2 separate regions of the Rattus norvegicus genome follow, and region 1 is linked to region 2. A link is a contact called in public Hi-C data. All regions are on one chromosome and are shown on one strand. The core of a region is the stretch at or near the end of the contact, and the rest is flanking DNA. Distances in the headings are between cores, read along the strand shown.

What was found. Hi-C and Micro-C count contacts between places; a contact is called where the count stands out from the background.
Region 1: a contact with region 2 is called in a Hi-C map of liver, with 5 times the contacts expected there. The contact joins the promoter of Rdx here to the enhancer-like site in region 2. A contact is called at or near these places in 10 of 12 Hi-C or Micro-C datasets (the A7r5 cell line, the Rat2 cell line, Schwann cells and 5 more).

Annotation. Positions count from the first base shown.
Region 1 is chr8:61,274,301-61,278,176 of GRCr8, reverse strand. Rdx (radixin) reads right to left here and starts at 2,385. Exons shown (of 14, transcript NM_001005889.2): 1 at 2,237-2,385.
Region 2 is chr8:61,223,125-61,227,194 of GRCr8, reverse strand. No RefSeq gene overlaps it. Among named protein-coding and RNA genes, the nearest start is that of Fdx1, 42 kb to the right of the region's middle. Within about 2 kb of position 1,469, at least 4 of the 93 cell types and tissues checked have an H3K27ac peak or open chromatin away from gene starts, as enhancers often do. A contact at or near this core is called in hepatocytes and liver, where this site is marked.

The DNA of each region.
Region 1 (3,876 bases), core at 1,136-3,635, 50 kb before region 2:
TATGGTCTAGAAACTTAAAATAACCTTATGGGGCAGCAGCTTAATCCAGCTCCCTATTCAGGGTATCAACAGGGTAAAGTAGTACCCATCAGTGCAAGTCATCCAGGAGTGATTTCCTTACTTCCCAGACTGCAGCAATGAGAGAGGCCCAAGCCAGAGAGTGATTTAATCTCCCAGGCTGTACCAATAACAGGAAACTATTGCCTATGCCCCACAGATATGCTCTTCTGCACAGCTCAGCCTTCCCTACCTCAATGGGACAAGATTTTAAAAGCCCTGGTCCTTGGGGAAAGAAAGTTAACATTTGCCACCCCGTTTTTAAATGGCTCAACTTAAAATGTGTTGTTTTAAATGAATGAAAATTCTGGACTCTCACCATCACTCAACATTTCAAAACCTACTATATCAGACTGTACATAATTTTATATTAAGAGATTGAAAAACTGAAAATAAAAATCTTTAAGTCTTTCAACCACTCACCAGAGATTAAAAACTAGCTAATAATTAATTCTTCTCTTGGGAATGGTGAAGCAAGGAACAAAACTCAGTTGGTGAACTTTTCTCCCATCCCCCAACCCCCAAACCCCAACTACTGCCTGCTACTAAGAGAGGCAGAAAGCAAACCTGTTGTCCCTAACCACTGCACAAAAATGAAGCTGTGTAATCTCCACCCAGGTAACGACAATTCCCACAAAATTAAGATTTAATGTGTTTTTCCGCACAGCAAAATCTATTAAATCTATCCTACAAACATCTGAGCTCCTCCTACATTCTCTCCTTGTATGAAGCTACATTTGAGCAAACCAGTATGTAGGACCCACAGAGGCAAGGGCTTCACATCTAAGTGTCACAATCAAACTCCTTCTCCTGTAGACAAGCTAAAGACTTCCTAGTGACAACGGGAGTTATGTTCCAAAATACAGTTTTCAAAGGGATTTATGCAAAGAAAGCCAGTGTGGTTCTTTTCACAGCATACTGACAATTTGAAAAGGAGTCTGCATTTTGTCATATTTGAAGAAATTATTATGAAAGATAAGGTACACCCTGGTGCAAGTGACAAAACTCTAAAGATACAAACAAACCAACAACGCAGTCCTAAACATTAGGCTCTCTTTTCAGATCTGATGGGGCTGTTTTGCCAAGCAGATTAAGCCATTATTTATGCAGCAAAATGAACAGGGCAATTGTTTATTCTGAGCTCCGTCACAGTTTTATAAGTATTCTATAAAAAAAAAAAAAAGATGCTTGGTCAACAATAGATTGCAGTGTCCAAGTACTCTTTCATCACATGAACCCTTGTTATCTTGGGCTTTTACATTTACATCATGCAAATCTTGGTGCCTCCACACAGCCAACAAGGCATCTCTCTCACTCCTCTTTTTACAAATCTGAACTGAACTTTAAAAAAAAAATTATGAACTTGACCTCTAAACACACTTCCAATGAAAAACCACTCCTGGGGGGTTGGGGAGGGGGGCAAAACCACCCAGAATCCTGGCAACGTTTACAGAAACATCTGTGTAGGTGCAGACGTGCTATTTCAACTGAAATAACGTACTGCTCCCTTTCTAACTTAGCTGGGAGATGGGAGTTTGGGAGCCCCGAAAGGTAGAAATGCTTAGTTTCCCGGTGGGGGTCTGCTAACACTGCGCCAGCGACTCCGAGGAGCGGGCAAGTCGGGGGACCGGGAGGACACGGGCAGCCGACTGCAGCCCCAGGTAAAGACGGCTGGGAGCTCGGGCCTGGCCTCGCGGGCTCGAACGGTGGGACCGGGCAACGCGACGGCCTTTCCGCTGCTAGGGTGTCCGCACGCTCTCTAGTAATCCAACACCCCGACTTTCAAACAGGAGGCCGGGGGAGAAGTTCTAGCCTTGCCGCCCCCCGTCCCCGGGTTGCGAGAGAGCATGCGACCTACGCTCCACGCGGCCCCCGGGGGCGCGCCGGGCCGAGCCCGGGGCCCAGTCCAAGGCGGCGGGAACCCGCACCGCCCGACGCACCGGGCGGCCAGGCCGACGGTGGGCGGCGCGGAGCTGCGGGAGACTCCGGGTGAGTGGCATGGCTCAGCCGTTAACGATCGCGGCGCCTCTCGGGCGGCCAGGCGCGAGCCCGTCTGTGAGGCGCGCCAGGCCCCGGGTCGCGGCGCCACAGCCCGGCAACTTCTGGCCGCCACCTCAGCGCCTCGGTGGGGAGAGCAGCACCCGGGCCTGGGACGGGGAGCGCGCCGAGCAGGGCTTACCCCAAAAATGAGCGGCTCCTTCCTTGCCCGCCGCCGGCTGGCTGAGGCGGGGCTCGGCGGGGGCGTCGCGGCTGGCGGCGAGCGAGCGGAGAGTCGGCGGTGCGAGCCCTGGGCCGCCTGAGAGAAGACGCGCCGCAGCCGCCGCAGACAGCTCGGCAATATGGCCGCCCGGCGCCTCCTCGGGGGGGAAGGCGGGGCCGCCCCGCGCCCCCTCCTCCCGCGGCCCGCCAGTGGCGGGGCGAGGCCGGGACTCGAGCGCCAACACCGCGGCCGCAGCGAGAGCGTGTCCCCCGGCCGCCCCCGGGGGCTTGGCGCCACAGGCGGAGTGGAGTGGGCCTCAGCCGGGGGACGCGCTGCGGGGCCTTCGCGAAGCCTTCCCGAAGCCTTCCCGAGGGACGAGGACGCCGCGGGTCAGCCCGAGTCCGAAGCCCGCAGTGAACGAAGCGGAGCCGCGCGGCCCGAAGCTCGCCGTGCGCCCGCCGCCAGCCCCCGCCCCGCGCGTGGAAACTTGAAACTCCCGCTGGTGCCAGGGAACTCACGGAGGGCGTTTCCAGCGCCCCCGAGGTGGAGCTGTTCCCAGGAGGAGGGGGAACCGGGCAGCCGCTCCAGGGTGTAGTTCGGTGCTAGGCTGCAGGATCCCGGGCTAGGAGAGGGAAATAGGCCCAGTGTTTGCAACAAAAGAACATTAATTTATGCGGATTTTTAACCAACTAGAAAGGCTGGCTGGTTTTAATTTTGCAGTGTTTTTTAAGTTCCATCAAAACGTCAGTGGGTATAACCCCATAATGAGATCGGATTATTTGATGGTGGTGGTGTTAGCAGTGATACTCCTTGGCAGTTAGAAGGAGTAGGTTAGGAAGAAAAAGTTGGAAGTAGGGCCCAAAGAACAGCCAACCCTAAATTATTGTAGACTTGGAGAAAGTTAACAGTCTGACCATCATCTCACTGTATCCACTCACTAGAGAGACACAGTGGCTGGCTTCTTCTGAGGTTATCTCGGTGCTGCCAGCCCTTGGTACTTTCTGCTGGGATTTGGAGTAACACTTGGTGTAACTTGTACACACAGCAACGGTTCAAACCTTACTAGCCTGCTGCATTCCATTTACAGTGCTTAACTCACTATCTCTTTCGTAAACGAACTTTCAATACAAATATGACGCGAGTGTACTTAATTCTTACAGGATAAATAAAGTCATCTTCAGGGCAATCTTAGACTTGCCTTTGCCGAGACAGTAGCTTTTCCAGGGACTCTGCAAATCCTTTCACTAAGCTTCCTCTTCATCGAGCTACCACCATCACCCTCAGAGACCTCACTAAACAATTAAAAAGCCCCGAGAGACTCCAGGTTAATCTCAGAAGTCTTTAGATTGCAAATTCCTCAAGGATGGGAACCAGGTGTGTGCTTTGTAACCAAACAGGTTTATGTGGTTCTTAGAGACCACCAAGAGAATACTTGCTTGACCCCTCTCTCCACGGGTGCAACACAGATAGGGGCAGTAAAAATGTTATGTGAATCCCTAAGTAGTACACTAGTCAAACTGAAGTGGGTGGGACACTTTGCAACTGAAAATGGAGCATTCACTCTTGGTCTTATGTTCAGAACAGTGAAGTGCTTTCACGTGACTACCTCCCTCAATGAT
Region 2 (4,070 bases), core at 220-2,719:
CAGCGGGCACAGACTCAAGTCCTAATTTCTAATAGCCTAACATATGTACCATACTGATTCCTACTACATATACCAAAATACACACACACACACACACACACACACACACACACACACACACACACACACACACACGTTCTCCACTTTATTCTTTGAGATGAGATCTCTTACTGGCTAGTCAGCCAGCCCTAGGATCTCTTCCTGTCTCCACCTCTGAGTGCTGGGACTACAGGTGTACATGGGTCCTGGAGATTGGAACTTGTTGAGGTAAAAATAAAAAATAGGCTCTATTGGCTCCTGCGAGCCACCGTTCCACGATGCCCCCACCCTGGTATTCTTGGACCCAGGTGGTCGCCCCCTATTGTTAGTTCTGGCACCGTAGCACCATATAGAACATACATTAATTTATCTCAGCAGCAGCTGGTTCCAGTGTGGCACCACGCCACGTTAGCCTAGCTATCTTCTAGGCCAAGCGGTCTCTCCACTCCCATTGCTAGTCACCCTGGCCAGCCCTGGCAAGCTGGGAACTCTGGTCCCAGCTACCTGGTAAAATCGTGACTCAACAAACTGTAACCCAACAATCAGATTTATATGTTAAATTCTCAATCCACAATACAACCAATTAATAAGGATGTTAATCGCCCACCTAATCCATCCCAACTACCTTGGCAATTCAAGACCACCCAGATCTGGGTCATCTTTCTGTCTCTCTCCATCTTGATCCTCCACCTCCTCCTCCTCTTCCTCCTCCTCCTCCTCCTCCTCCCCACCTCCTCCTCCTCCTCTTCCTCCTCCTCCTCCTCTTCCTCCTCCCCCCTCCTCCTCCTCTTCCTCTTCCTCCTCCTCCTCCACCTCTTCCTCCTCCACCTCTTCCTCCTCCTCCTCCTCCCCCTCCTCCTCCTCTTCCTCCTCCTCCTCCTCCTCTACCTCTTCCTCCTCCTCTACCTCCTCCTCCTCCTCCTCCTCCTCCTCCCCCTCCTCTCCTGCCTTATTTTTATTACTGTCCAATCATGGCCTTGACCTAACTGGTGCTAGCCCTCACCTGCATATCGACATCAACCTATGGGAACTCAGTCCTCATGCTCGTGCTGCAAGAGCATTACTGACTGGGGCACCTCCCCCATCCTGCTGTGCCTCTTAGAAAGCTACAAAAAAGATTAGAAAACTCCAAATGAAATGAGAAAGATATAGAGATCATGTGCAGAATCACCGCACTGCTCCCAATACATGTGTACAATTGTCAACTGCCAATTAAGAAAGGGCAGGGGAGCAGGCAGGCATCCGAGGCAGCTGTGGAGGAAGTGGAGAGGCAGGTTCAGCTTGTTTGACTGTTGTCTGAGTTTACCATAGAGATTTGGGAGTTTCTCCTCGTAGGTCACAAGACCCTTGCAGTAACCTGCTCTGAGCTGACGGCTTGCTTCTGACAGGCAGTACCCTGGCTTTTATCCTGAGGGCAAAGTCTCACCTGCCACACTGTTTACACAGGTCTTGGGAAAGGGGCCCAGATGTCCCCAGGCACAGAATCCAGCTCAGTAATGAGGCCACTGATAATTGCCTCACAGCCCATCACAGCATTGTTGACAGAATCCAGAGCCTTTCTGGGGTCCCCAGGGAAGGCACAGAGCTCATTCTTGTGCCCTGGCCGGCAGCTCCTTCTGAGCATCCACCATCTCTCCACCCAACTGCTTTCTCAAAGTTTCCTCTTTGCTGAAACCACACTCTCTCCTTCGTGATTGGCATGATTGTTTCGTTTTCTTTAAAACTATCTTTTGGGTCGGTGAGATGGCTCGGTGGGTAAAGGTGCTTGCAGCCAAGCCTGACCAGCTGAGTTTGAGTTGTCCTGTGATCTCCTCATGCAGGTGGTGACACTGCATGTGGGCATACATGTGAATCTTCATACATACTTCATACATACTTCATACATACTTCCACATGCATTTACAGTGTAAATAAAGTTACTCATCTAGTCAATTCTCTCTGGAGAAGTTAGTCTTCCATAAATTATTAGCGAATTTCTGGGTTTCATGCTTGATTATGTTTTACTCTGTTTATAATTATTAAAAAATAATGTTGATGGACAATGGCGGCACAAGGCTTTAATCAAAACACTCAGGAGGCAGAGGCAGGTGGATCTCTGAGTTCCAGGACAGCCAAGGCTTCACAGAAAAACCGTGTCTTGAAAAACTGAAAAACAAATGAACGAATGAACGATAGACAGACAGAAGGTAAAATTTAAAATAAAGAATTTAAAGTGACATTAAGATTACCTTACAGAATTATCTGTCGTGGTTACTCTGCCCCTTCCCCTGGAATTATGTGTGCCATCCAATGCCACAGCTAGGGATGACCACACGCTTGCCGAGGCCCTGTCTTCGGTGCAGTTCTCTAAGAAGTACCAGTGAACTCTCAATCCCCAAGCACATAAATGGCTTGTTTCCTCCTTTTCTCCTTGGTTCTGGGAGTTGAGCCCAGTACCTTCCTATGACTAAACTTTGTCTCTGAGCCATACCCCAAGCCCATATAATTTAGGGTCCTCTATTTGAGATTTCCATCTTTAAAAGAGGGTTTAAAGAAGTACTTATCTTAAGACAAAAAGAACTGCAGAATGTCTGATTGCACAAAACAGAACCCTAGCCCTGAAATGAACCATGTTCTCAGATGAGTGAAGCGAGATCAGATCTGGGCTGTGCTGGGGAGTTAGCTCAGTGGTAGACTGCATGTGGGAGAACTTAGGTTCAATTCCTAGTTAAAACACAATCAGGGCTCTGTCACTCATGAACCGTGAACAAATATTTACAATTTCTAAACCTCAGTTTTTTGAACCTTAAAATGACCATAATAATAGTACCCATCAGGACAAATTTTTTTTTTTGGAGCTGAGGACCGAGGCGAACCCAGGGCCTTGTGCTTGCTAGGCAAGCACTCTATCACTGAGCTAAATCCCCAACCCCATCAGGACAAATTTTATTTATTTAAAATTATTCTTTAACACTGACCCAATCAAACAAAAAGGGCCTTGTTAGATGTCAACATTCATTATTGACATCTACACATGGTTACAGAACACACACTCCAGAGACAGCTCAGCAGTTAAGGGCACTGGGTGCTCTCTCAGAGGACCTGTGTTTGAGTGCCAGCACCCACGTGGCAGCTCACAAGTCTATAACTCCAGTTCCAAGAGTTCTGATGTCTTCTGCTGGCCTCCACAGTCACTGCATGCACACGGAGGCAAATCATTCATACGCATGAAATAAAAATTTAAAGAAAGGGGTTGGAGAGATGGCTCAGTGGTTAAGAGCACTGGCTGCTCTTCCAGAGGTCCTGAGTTCAATTCCCAGCAACCACATGGTGGCTCATGACCATCTGTAATGAGATCTGATGCCCTCTTCTGGTGTGCATGAAGACAGTGACAGTGTACTCATATAAAAAAAAATTAATAAAAAAAATTTTTTTTTCTTTTTTTTTTTTTTTTTTCTTCGGAGCTGGGGACCGAACCCAGGGCCTTGCGCTTCCTAGGTAAGCGCTCTACCACTGAGCTAAATCCCCAGCCCCCAATAAAAAAAATTTAAAGAAAGAAAGTTTTAATGACAATTCTGCAATTGACGGCTAATCCCCTCATCTTAAGCTATCAGTAAAGTTCTCAGGAATATTCATTACTTTCTGGTCCCATCTGGTGGTCTTTTGGTCCTTTATCATTGCAGGATAACACACATGACAGAAGCTGCCACTTCACTCACTCCCAGGGCAGAGTTCTGTGACATGAAAGCCATCCATGTTGCTATTTACCACCGCCAGTGTTCAGCTCCAGAATGATTTCTACAACGCAGAACTGAAACTCTATACCTTTTCAACTAGATTTCCCCATTTCCTCCCTCTTCTCAGTCTCAGGCAGCCACTGTTCTATTTTCTGTTTCTTGAAGTCCATCTGCTTGATTTGTGCAGAATTTTATGGTGTTTCTTCCCTTAGCGGTTGGCTTATTTCACACAGCACAGTGTCTCATAGCAACTGTGAGAATCTCATCCCTTTTGAGGACTAAATACTTCTCCATTTTGTCACCTACTGCACTTTG